Regions from separate parts of the Danio rerio genome. Here region 1 is linked to region 2. A link is a contact called in public HiCAR-type data. All regions are on one chromosome and are shown on one strand. The core of a region is the stretch at or near the end of the contact, and the rest is flanking DNA. Distances in the headings are between cores, read along the strand shown. Region 1 holds the start of wu:fc23c09. Region 2 holds the start of epyc (epiphycan).

Region 1 (6,243 bases), core at 2,326-4,825, 120 kb after region 2:
ATCAGAAAAGTACTCAATATGTGTCAAGTAATGCACGACACCTCATGCCCATCAAAACTATCGTCTACAGAGCTGAGCATTTTTGCAGTTTATATAGTTTATCACTAACTGCAATTTCTGACTTTTCATCCTATTGAAAGTAAGTTTGTCAAACTCATCATCGTCGCAGATGCCAACTCCAACCATAGCCTGCCCCTTTTATCTAGGGCTTCCCAATTGATTCATTCAGTAAAGTTCCACCACTTGAAAGCCTCTGAGGCATCTGAAGGCCAGCGTGTCCAGATGACCTAGATCTATCATGTTATATTCCAGTTGCACCTTCACCAAGCGGCTCAGTGGGGACACATTGTCTCGACCCCAACAGAATGCATCACGAGGAATCGAACGGATGTTGTTGTGCATAAATGTTGCAGAGTGCAGCCACAATGGGAGCTGCCGTGGTACCTGTTCTAAGGCATTGTAACTCATATCTAGCTGATGCAGAAGTGGGAGAACTCTGAAGGCACCAAGAGCCACTTTGGCGATTTTGTTTCTTGCTAAACCTAGATGCTCCAGTTGAGGCATAGAAACAAAGGCATCCTTGGTAATGCTCAAGATGAAGTTTCCTTCCAAGTTGAGGGTCTTTATGGTGTGGGGTAGATGGCGAGGAACTCGCTTCAGTAAGTTGCCTTCTAGATTCAAACTCTCGAGGCCAGTGGCATTCAATAGTGCTGCCTTCCCAAGCCCTTTATCGGTCAATCTGTTCAAACTTAAATCCAGAATCTGCAACTCTGACTCTCCCCAGAACATGTCACCTTGTAGACGTTGAATGCGATTGCCTCTGAGATACAGTTCTCGAAGACTGAGGGGCAGCTGCATTGGAACAGAGGCGAGCTGGTTGTAGGACAGAGTGAGGGTCCGAAGGCTGCCCAAAGGAAGAAGCACACCTGGAGGGATAGTCAACAGGGTGTTGTTGCTCAGGCTAAGAATTTGCAAACTCGGACAGCGTTCAAAAGCTGCATTGGACATTGCACTTATCTGGTTCCAGTCCAGACGTAGCTCCTCAAGAGTAGCAGGCAGGTCTGTGGGGATGCTTCGGAGAAGGTTCCGCTCCACATATAATCTCTTTAGACGCTGAATCCCTTCAAATGCTTTCTTGACTGCGGAATCTGTTAAACGGTTGTTCCTTAACACCAGGAACTCCATGGAGTCGTACTGGGAGAGCAAGTTTAACTGAATGCTATCAATTTTGTTGTTCATTAAGAGAATGTACCTGGAGTTGTAAGGAATTCCATAAGGTATTTTGACCAAGTGTTTGTCAGAACACTGCACAACCCTGTAAAACAAGAGATTGATTTGACGGACAAATTACAGTGTAAAAAGTTAAGGTCAGTTATTTCATGCTTGGTTAAGACAATTCTAAAACACTTTTTTGTAGAGTTTAGCTGCAACCATAATCCAGTAGACACGAAAAAAGCTAATTTCATCTGGCACAGTTCAACCAAAAATGAAAAATTGCCATAATTTGCTCATTGTCCAAAAGTTGCTAGCATGTCTGAGTTTCTGTGATTTATATTAGGAACAACATACCATACTATGAAATTCGATGGCTGTTTTACTCCCAAGATTCTTCAATGTATAATGCGTTGTGTTCAACAAAAGAAAAAAAATCAAGTTTAAAGGCACTTTGTGTGAGGAAATAAAATTTTTTGGGTAAACTATTCTTTTAATGTCTTCAGGAGTGATAAAAACAACAACAGGCAAGTAAGTTTAATAAGGGTTGGAGGTCGAAACCGCTCCATCACACCTGCCTGTAGGTTTCAAGTGAGTATGAAGATCTCAGTGAGCAGGTTTTAGCATGTCTAATTACTGTTAAACTATAAAACACAATAACCCTAAAGGACACCCCTGGGTTAAGATGTAGTTGACACATACCTCCCATAGCAGGAACACTCTGATGGGCAGTAGTTATCTTCAAAATAAGGAAAATGCGACGGAGTTGTTGGCTTCAGTTTCTGCTCATGATTTAACTTTTTAACTTTCTTTGCTTTTTTCGAAACTTTGGTTGTCTTCCTTGGCTTCCCCTTTACAGCCTTTTTTTTCTTCCCTTTCAGTGTTTTATTGTCTTTATGTTTGGCCACTTTGCTTTTTGCTTTGTCCGTAAAGGTACTGGGAAGGGCCTTTGCAGTGGGTCCCGCTCTCGCTGACAATGCAGTGACTTCAACACTCACTTCCTCCTTTAGGTGGAGCTCAGAGACGTTCATCACATGGAGTTCCACTTTAAGGTCATCATTTGTTCTGCTTTCATTTAGTAATGTGGTTCCCATTGCATCTGGAGTGTGAAATTTTGGGGTTTCAACTGTGGTTTCAGATGAAAGGTTTGTATTGGTGATGACATACAAGGTCTCTGGAGCTGATGCTGGTCTCTGTGGTGTGGAGGAGAATGATGGAGGTGGAGTAGCTGATTCTGTGAGCAGAACTGGATGGGATGTGATAGATATGCTAGGAGTGTTGTATTGCTTCAGAGTTGGCCGGGTGAAATCCAATGTGTCAGGTTCATCCGGACTCTGTCCTTGCTGGTTCTCTTTTTCCTCTGCATCCTCTGTGCGTATCATTGTTTGTCCCATTTCTGTTTCTTTCATACCATGTTCTTCATTACTATTGTTAGTTTCTTTTTCTGCCCCACGGATTTTGACCTCTTCCTCACTTCTTTTCTCTTCTTCAGCGTTTAGAGCTTCCATTACCCGAGTAAGTCTCTGCTTTCCCCAAAGGTCACCTTCTGCAGATGCATTCTGCAAAACGGTCACATTTACACCTACAGAATAAAAGGTAACTCATCTTTAGGACCTTTACAAACACAATACATTTTTAAAATAAATACTGGCTCAGTTGTTATGGGACATTTGCCAAATATACTGTAATACCTTAGAAATAAGAGTCATGATATAAGCAGATTACAGTCATATTTCCTTAGAATACTGCATGTTTTTTTGTAATCCGACATGCATCACTGAAACATTCTGAATATTCAACATTAAAACATGGATTAAAACGTATTTAAATTAGTTCAATTTAGGAGTACTTACTTGGCTGAAGCACAAAAGTGTGTACGGTCACAACAAAAATCCAAAACAGCAGCACAAGGGGCTTCATTTTTACCTAAAAAGGCTAAGGAGAAGAAAACAATCATCTAACTAACAATGAAAAGTTAGAATAAAACCATCTGCAGTATAAGAAAAAATCTGTGGCCATCAACCAAGCTCCAGGAGACTGAAATAAAAAATGTAAACACCTACGATTTTAAAAATGGCAGGCAACCACATTAAAGTTTCCAGAAAGCTTCCATTTACAAGCTGTAACTGATCATTTGAGCATAAATCCAGACCCTGAAGATTTTGTAATGAGGTCGGCCCAGCAGGCACGGCTTACCTGGAGTGTGTTCAAGGTGAGTATGTGGCATCCGTCCTTCATATGTAGAAGTTCTTCTGCTCTGCAGACATGCTGGCTTTCTGCTTCACCGTCTTCACAGCATGACTGACTCAACACAAACAAATAGATGCGCATACGGACTAATGGACCCATTTAAAGACTCTCCCGTCTCCTTAATGCAAATTCCACATACACACTCAGGAAAATGACTCGTGAGTTATATAGCTCTCTTCAAAGATGCTTATCATTACGGGAATTTTCTCACTTACACACTAGATCCGAAAACAATCTAGCGGATCAATTCAGAGGAATGAAGATAGACATACTAAATTGGAAGGTCAAAGGTCAGGATTGATACTATTTGCCTTCATTTCACAGACACGGGTACACTTGCACTACAATGACAAGTATTTTCTTATGTGACCTTTGACCTTTCGATAAGATTGTGTGAGGTGCATAGAGCTGTGTGAGGTGAGGCATAGCAAAATATTCTAGACTGAAATTCAACTGTAAAAGTTTAACTGTAAAAAAGAAACCTTTTGTTCAACCTCTATTTGGTATTTCATCGTAACAGATGTTAAACCAAACAAACAAATTATTCAAAACCTTTGTCTACAGAGATTCTTCGCTTTTCTGAGGCATTTGAGCAAGCCGATGTCTAATTCTGACTCCTACTGTGTCTCCCAGCAGAGCTTTAGCAGATGCAGCTTTATCCAGAGTGTGGGAAAACAAAAAAGATGATTAAAATAAGATGCTTGCTGTCACCACCAAACAGCAGGAGAGGAGAGCGTGAGCTGGCAGGAAAATGCAGAGTTTTGGATAGTTTCGCGATGCGTTTGCAACTTTGTCATACACTGTACGTCAGGCCTTCCGTTAACTGTGCCAGAACATCTGACAGATTTACACAAATTGTTTTTACAGGCCAGCACAGCACATCACCGGTTTATTTTTATTCAAATATTTTCAGAATTGTCTGATTTTAAGCTTGCTTCCTAAGTTGAAGTTTTTAACACATGGTACTTAAAAAAAACGTTTATTTTGTCGCTGCATTTGCAAATTCAATCTTACTGTATTTACCTATAGAGGATATATTATAGTGTCAATTTTGATATTAATAAAATAAAATAACAAATGACAAAATATTGACTGAATCCACTATCTGCGATTCTACTATCATTTATTGTATGTAAAATCTGTACTAGGCATGGGCTGGTTTAAGATTGCGACGGTAAGATAACATTGGATATAAATATCCAGGGTTCATACACACTTTTAGTCAATTTTCATGACCTAATGTTTCATGTAATGTCTACATATATGTGGTAAATCATAAGAAATGTTAAAATTTATTACAGCATATCATAAAACACACAATAGTTTCAATTTATTTTTATATCTACAGTATGTAAAATAGATGATGCTTACGCAGCGCTAATAATGTAAGACCATGTTTTTAGCCAAGAAAAAAAAAGTAGTATAAACAACTAACCTACATTACAATATACAGGTATTTGTCAAACTAATTTTGGACATCTTAATAGTTAGTTAAACTAGTAATAATAGGTCAAACTACTTCTATTACAAAGCTGCGATCACACTGCACTTTTCACTCCATCGATTTCCATTCATAGGCATGCGAATGCGGCAGACCAGAAACGCAAGCACGTGTTTCGCATTTCACTGCATTCGAAAGCTTGGTGAATTCTTACCTGTGAAATCACATCAGGTGATTGCATATGACCAATAGAAGATAATTTAAAATACGGAATTTAAAATATGGAGCAATGGCTCACTTTTATTAATGTCTAATCATATTGTTTAACCCCACCCATTTTTCGCGGCACAGTACGACAGAAATTTGCAAGCACAAGCTCTAGTGTGACCGCAGCTAAAGTCACTTTGGACACTTATTGTGTTTACAAAAAAAACTAATTGTGTTTACTGCTGTCCTAAAAAACTAAATAAAATTGTAGCAAAAAAAAAAAAAAACACGCAAAAAAAAAAAAAAAAAAAACTACATATATTGTAGGAAGTGTAAAAACCTTGACTTTCCAAACTGCGGTAAACCCTGATACTGGTTTTATCCCATGCCTATCTGTAATATAACAACATTTTTATACTGTTATATTTCAAGTCATTGCTGACAAGTAAAAATTTGTTATTTAAAAGACCATTGGCAAAGCATAAAGATTCAAAATAACGGTTAATTAAGTATGTTGGGGTTGAACTGGCATCCTTAAAGTCTTCTAGTTTGTCAACAAGTAATTCTTGCTCTATATATGATAAACTATTGTAGCACTGAATGACATTTCAGTGAGCATCTTCTGCAAATCATGAAACAAAAAGGTTTTTAAAAATGGGTTTGACATATTCATTCATTAATTTTCTCTTTGGCTTAGTCCCTTTATTAATCAGGGGTCGCCACAGCGAAATGAACCGCCAACTTCATATGCTTTACACAGCGGATGTCCTTCTAACTGCAACTCAACACTGGGAAGGTTTTGACATTTTATATATCAATATTGTTTTTGCACTATACAGATTCTTCATTTTCTCTCCAGGGTCACCTTAGCACCCTCTTGTGGCCCCCCTGAAAAATGTATTTTGCCCTATAAAAATGTCTGTGGCTAAATGTCTTTCTCTGTTTTAAATCCATCCTACTGTACGTCTTGCCATTTGCTTTAGTGAGTTAAATGTTTGCAGCCAAGCCTGTCTCTGGACTTATTCATTTAAAATCAACCACAAAGACATTAAGGCGACTAATTGCTTTTTACAGTGAATACAACTACGTGGTACAGGGAGCTGTCATTTATTTAGATTAGTAAGTTATATACA
Region 2 (6,124 bases), core at 514-3,013:
GGTTCTTCTACCTAATTAGGGCCATTGCTGGGTAAATTACAATTTTATCTATTACAAATCCATGTTAATATCGTAAATCTATTTGATCTTATTCTAACCCGAATTGCTTAGTATCATTTCTCATGGTAAGGAATGATAAGAGGCTGAGAGGACAGCAATGACCAGCTGGAGTGGAGGAAGTGAAGGGTGCGCTTGATGGACAAACCAAGTTCTGGTCCTCAGGGTGAGACGGAGAGAACTAGCTGAGAGAGGGAGGACTCTGACAGAGCCCCTTTATGAGTGTCTGTCTCCACACTCAAGTTCGAAATTCCACCGAGGTTTGTGGACAACATGGCAGTGAGTTACGATCTCTCTCTATCTCTCTTTCATACACCAACACACACACATCCACTTTCGGCGAAAGGCTATTTTTGGGGCAAAGCTGCACTCTAGAAAACACTTTGTTTTTAGACATATTTCAACCCCCTATGGACTTCTGACAGCCAATCAACACATCATGAATTGAGATTATATAGTAATGATATAGATTTGCAATCACGTATAGGAGTCCCAGTGAAACTTCAGTGTACCAGTGTCTGACAGCTCGAGCAGGGAAATACTGAAAGAGGGACTATGCTGCACACAGAGCTCTGCTTTTACACACTGTTTGCAGTGTGTAGACCCTGTGTGTGTATGTGTATGTGAGAACTGACTATACCAATGTTGTTTTTGGCTCTACCCAACAGCATTCCACATGCTCATTGATTTTAAAATTTCTTCTACTCTAGGGATGCTGCCAATATTGCCTTCATGGCTTATTTGCTTCCAATATGTCAAAATACAAAAATACACAAGTGTTCTAGAGACATATTATCCATTTGGCAACCCACTGGGGATTTTTATTTTAGCTTAAAAACTGAAGGAATCATTTAACTCTGAAAACACTGACTTTCACTGAACACAGTATTCAGTAGCAATTTACAGCTCTTCTATCACATTTTCTCAATATATACTTTTGAATTGTAAACAGTAAGCCATTACAGAATCAACTAGCAGAAGCAGAACCATCTCCCCATTAAAACATCAAATGGCAAGTGACCGGTATAATGAGAATACTTAAATTGGCATCATTACAGCACAGGTCACATGTTATCCCACTTAAAACTGTTGTAAATCACTTCAGTTCCAACATTATAAGCAGAAATATAGTCATGAAGATTATGGAGAATAGAAGCATTGTATATAATTAAAGCCAGAAATCCACATGACAAAATGGAAAATCCATTGCCCTCAGTAGAATCAATCAGGTGAATGACTTTACCTTATTAAACGTGCATTATTTTTACAATTACAAGGAGATTCATCATGATCAGGCAGTGCATATCTATATTATATCATAAATGCAGTCATGTAGAAGGCAAAAATTATCATCAATCAAAAGCCTGAGTACAGTAAGTGAGAATCATTTTAGCTTAGCTTCAGTGTCCAGTACCACTGAAGCCAAGAAGGGGAAGCCCTTGGGTCCGGTCTCTGTTCCTAAGCACAGCACTAGCATTTAGAAGAACATACAGTAGAACCCTTACCTCTTTCTCCTCCTTTCCCAAATGGTCCTGTTCTTCAGATCGGACAGGCAGAGGGCTGGTGGGCCTGGCCAATGGCAATGGGTCACTCACGGTGAGTGTGTATCTGTGTGTGGATGCTTATGAGTGTGTGACGTGTATGTGTGCACACACTCCCAGACCCGTGCAACCCTACCTGCCCGTGAATGTGAAGGTAAGAAGTGAGACCGAGAAAAGGGAGAAATTGAGTTTTGGTCACATCTACAGCAGCGCCCACCCCATACCACACTGCATCACACACACACACACTGAACAGACACACAATTTGCATGCTGACAGACCCCCAGCTGCGAAAATCCTTTAATCCCTTACAACCATCGCTCCTTTTTGTTTCCTGAAGAGACACATAAGTTATTCAGTTCTAAGTAGGAGATATTTGTCTTCCTTTTCCTGAGGTGAGCATGAGGCATGCTCTGCTTTCATGTAGGCATCTGCAGGGCCTCGGTGCACAATGGGCCCTCTGTGAGGCTCCTGTATTGGTACAACATAGAGAAAGTGAAAAAGGGCCCCATTCTGTTCTGCACCAGGACTCGATTTTAAAACTCTGCTCTGAACAGATGCTGCAAAAACCTGCTAACCCAAACAAGTACCTGTTTCAACTTCAGATGGGATGTTTTTACAAGCTTCGAATCTCTTTTTTACACTAATTCCCTTCCTCTATGACCCAGTAGTCATATTTCTGCTGAGTCCCATGAAAAAAGAATCCAGCATTGCTCTGTTTAGAACTAGGACTGTCAGGTAATTCAAATATAGCACATGTTGCGTTATGTTTAAGTCTTATTAAGTTTGATTATGTGTGGCATTTATAGGTTAGCAAACATGGGATTTATTTGCTTATTCTGCCATCTTTAATTACCTTGCGAATGAAACATATCAGGTAGCCTACATCTTGCTAGGCGCCATGTTGGATCCTCATTCCCTTCAGAACTTCCCTAATAGATTCAGCAAGGTGAACTGAATCTGAATGTGGCAGCAGAAATCAAGACTCATTAGACTAGACAACTTGTTTAAATTGTCCTATTGTTTTTAGTTAGTAAGAGCAAGGGTCTTTTGTTGCTGTACCTAATTTGCATCTAAGTTTATTGTGTTGAGTGTTCATACATGCTCTTCTGCAGTTTGAGGAGTGACCCATTTCCACCGAGTGGTACAGTACGGTGCTATATGGGTCGGTATGGGTCATCTTTATCAGGCTTGCCTTTCCACTGCCAAAAGGGTACCATTGGCGTGGTGTATGACAGAACGTTTCATTCAACGTCATTCTCGCTCGAGGAAATGTCAAAGTATGAGTAGCACTTCTCACAAAACAGATGCTTTATACACATAAATACTTGTGTATAAATGTTCATTACTAACCTTTCTATAAACATGATTTGATTATAACTGCAGACCAATCATGCGAAATAGCCTACATTGTGTCTGCCATTATATAAAATAAATAAATGCAACATATATGAACACATATAGACCTTTAAAGTTATAGTAAAAACTACACACAACATACATTTAGTCCTTATTTGGGTTCAAAAACAACATGCAACATATAGCCCACAGTCAGTGCAAACCTCTCATCTGCATCTTGAATCTTTACCAGCACATGTAACCCCTTGTTAGAAAGTAATTCTGTAATTCCGAGTTCATAATAGTCCAAAAGGTGATCATAATTAAAAAAGGCAGTTTGTTTATGTTTTAGGTTGCTGAAACAATCATTTGCTCCCGTTTTTTCCGGCTTCTCCTTTGTTTTTACGCACTTCACTTTTGCGTTTGTCCATTTCTGAAAGGATCAAATGTCAGAAGCACTTCAATAATCACGCGCACTTTTTATTATCAGTTTAGAGGTTTGTTATTTCAAATATAAACACAGACGTGAACTCTCTCGAGAAAGTGAAACCTCTCACGCTTTAGACGGCCATGTAAACAACGACAGTAGATTCTGCTCTTCTTCTTGTGGCTGTTCATCAAGATGACGACAAGGTTTGTTTAAGCTTGGGTTGACCATGGCTTGTTATTATATGTATATATTATTACGGTGTAATGTCTTGGCTGTGTATTTAAAATTGGAGCTTCCTTTGTTTTCATTTTCTTGGCTTGTGCACGAACTATTGATGTATCTCTGTAAACAAACAGCGTTCAGCTGCGCATCTTGCTTCACGTTTTGGTACCCTTTTGTTGTGCTAGGTGACCTTTTTAAGGGGTACCCAAAAAGTGTTACGATATGGTATGCTTTTTGATACTTATTGACAGTGGAAACAACCATAAAAGCGTATCGAACCGTACCACTTAGTGGAAATGGGCCATAATTGTAGCCTCTTGATCAGCTCAAAACGCCTTGGCCATTCTACTCTGACCCTTACAATCAGTAAAGTATTTCGCCATTTTTTGAATCATTCTCTGTCAAGCCTAGATATGTTTGTGTGTTGAAATTAAATTTTTGAAATATTCAGACCATCCCTTTCAGCACCAACAACCATTCCATGTTTAGTGTCACTTCAATCATCTCTCTTCGCTATTCTTATGCTCAGTTTGAAATTGATCTCCTTGACCATGTCATCATGCTCAAAAGCAAGTTTCCAAGTGACTGTAGAGTATATAAAATGCAAAGATATTAAAGAATATTTAAGATATACAAGCGGTAAAAGACACCACATGCACCAAAAAGGTGCTTAGCTGAACCAAGAAGCATGCACTGACGTCCTTGCAAATCCTCTGAACAGTGCCAAGCAAATCCATTTGCTTGCACGATCAATTTAAGCTGCACAGGCCTGTACTGTGTGGTGGAAGATTTCATGTAACACAGACTGTGTTTAAAGTCAATGTATCAGATGCAACCAAAAATATATGCGAAAGACCTTGTATAAATGCAGTCATTGTTTCAAGTGATACCCAGGTACTGTGCACTCCCTGTTGATTTTTCCCCTTCTGTCAGATGTGTGTAAATATTTTAAAGAAAGTGTTCCAGAGTCTTCTGTAATACATTGTTTTGTAGTGAATATTTTACAACCGCAAAGCTCTTTGCGATTATAAAGATGTGCTGGTGCAGTAGTTCCCACCAACAACATTCTCATTAGAAGTTGCATTTCACCTGAAAATCTTCCTTAAATACCTTACTAGATGGGAGTTGTTTATTTATTTTATTGGAACTGTAAGTTTAGCAAAAGCTTCAACGTAGTGCTAGTTGTTTTCATTATTGTAGACAAGCTATTATTGTGGATTATAGATTTCTTTAAAACAAGGTTGCCAGACCGAGTACTCTTGACTTGACTCTTGCCTTGTTGTCAAGCAATTAGACTTTTCAATAACTAAATTATTATTATTATTATTATTATTATTACACACACACACACACATACACACAAATGAAATATTAATCAATGACAATGATGGACCACTGAAACCAGTTTAATCAGAAACATTGAACAAAAATGTATATCATATTACATTTTTCTAATGGTTCTCACAGTTTTTGATGTTAATTTCAGTAATTAATAAAAACATGAAAAAAAATTGTCACATTTGTGCGCTGAAAAAGAATGTTTACATTATTTTTATATAGAGAAAATGCATCTTAAAACCAGTCAATTGTCAACTGCAAAATTTAAACTATTATATACATTAAAACTCTGTCACAGTACAGTATGTCATCTGGTTTGAAAATGCTGCAATTTTCAAAATTAATGATAAAATTTGAGGTGCTGAAATTATAGAATAAGTATTTCAAACAAAATTTTCATTGAATATTGAAATATTGTTTTTACAAAGTTGCGAAGATGTACAAAAAGTAGAGGTAAACATTGTTTAAAAAAGTATACATGCCAGTACATTTCATTACTTACAATTGATGTAAACAATTGCAATTGCTACCATTTATCTAACTTTAAACTTATTTTGGTACGTTTTGTCATTGAGACTTACTATGCTTTTAGTGAAATCCAGTAAACCACCACTATGTACTAAGTTCAATTCCAGGAAATTTGGCTCTATAATTAGACCACAACTCTCAAGTAGGTATCGCTGCAGCCCAGAGACCTCCAAGTGGGAGGGATTACACTGCAAGTAGGTTGGGTGACCTCCAAGTCGGAGGGACTTAAAATACAAGTAGGTTGGGTTTAGGTGGTTTAGGTGTTGCAGATATTATTAAAACACATCAGGTTACTGTGATATGGGGTTTGGGGTTGGGGTAGGTGTAGACGTTAATAAAACACAACAGGTTACTGTGAGATTGGATTTAGTGTTAGGGTAGATGTAGACATTCATAAAGCACATTGCACAATATTGGACTCTGAGTCATGTAAAAGACGTTAAATAAATTAAAGCTCCAAGTTTGTACAACCCACTTGGAGCTCGAAGGCCCACCCACTTGGAGCAGGCTCCGACCTCCATTTATACCCTTCTTATTACTCTCCTGCTTAAAACATCTCAGAATAGGGTGGACCGTGAAAATATTTCTGGTTAATCCTGCTCCTACCAAGATTAAGTAATTTATAGGGTACAACTGTTGTTTAGATCTCTCTTCCATTGTAAGAACATTT

Evidence for each region. HiCAR-type assays count read pairs that join an accessible place to other places.
Region 1: a HiCAR-type map of caudal fin shows a contact between it and region 2, with 5 times the contacts expected there. The contact joins the promoter of wu:fc23c09 here to the promoter of epyc in region 2. A contact is called at or near these places in 9 of 18 Hi-C or Micro-C datasets (caudal fin, embryo, fibroblasts and 2 more) and 2 of 4 datasets of contacts at active chromatin or transcription factors (caudal fin and embryo).

Annotation. Positions count from the first base shown.
Region 1 is chr4:17,034,708-17,040,950 of GRCz12tu, forward strand. wu:fc23c09 reads right to left here and starts at 3,576. Exons shown (of 4, transcript NM_001423131.1): 1 at 3,409-3,576; 2 at 3,066-3,147; 3 at 1,915-2,794; 4 at 1-1,315. The coding sequence starts at 3,132. The coding sequence ends at 226.
Region 2 is chr4:16,919,219-16,925,342 of GRCz12tu, forward strand. It overlaps epyc (epiphycan), which reads right to left and starts at 1,764. Exons shown (of 7, transcript NM_001348483.1): 1 at 1,563-1,764. It also overlaps a transcript of kera not described here.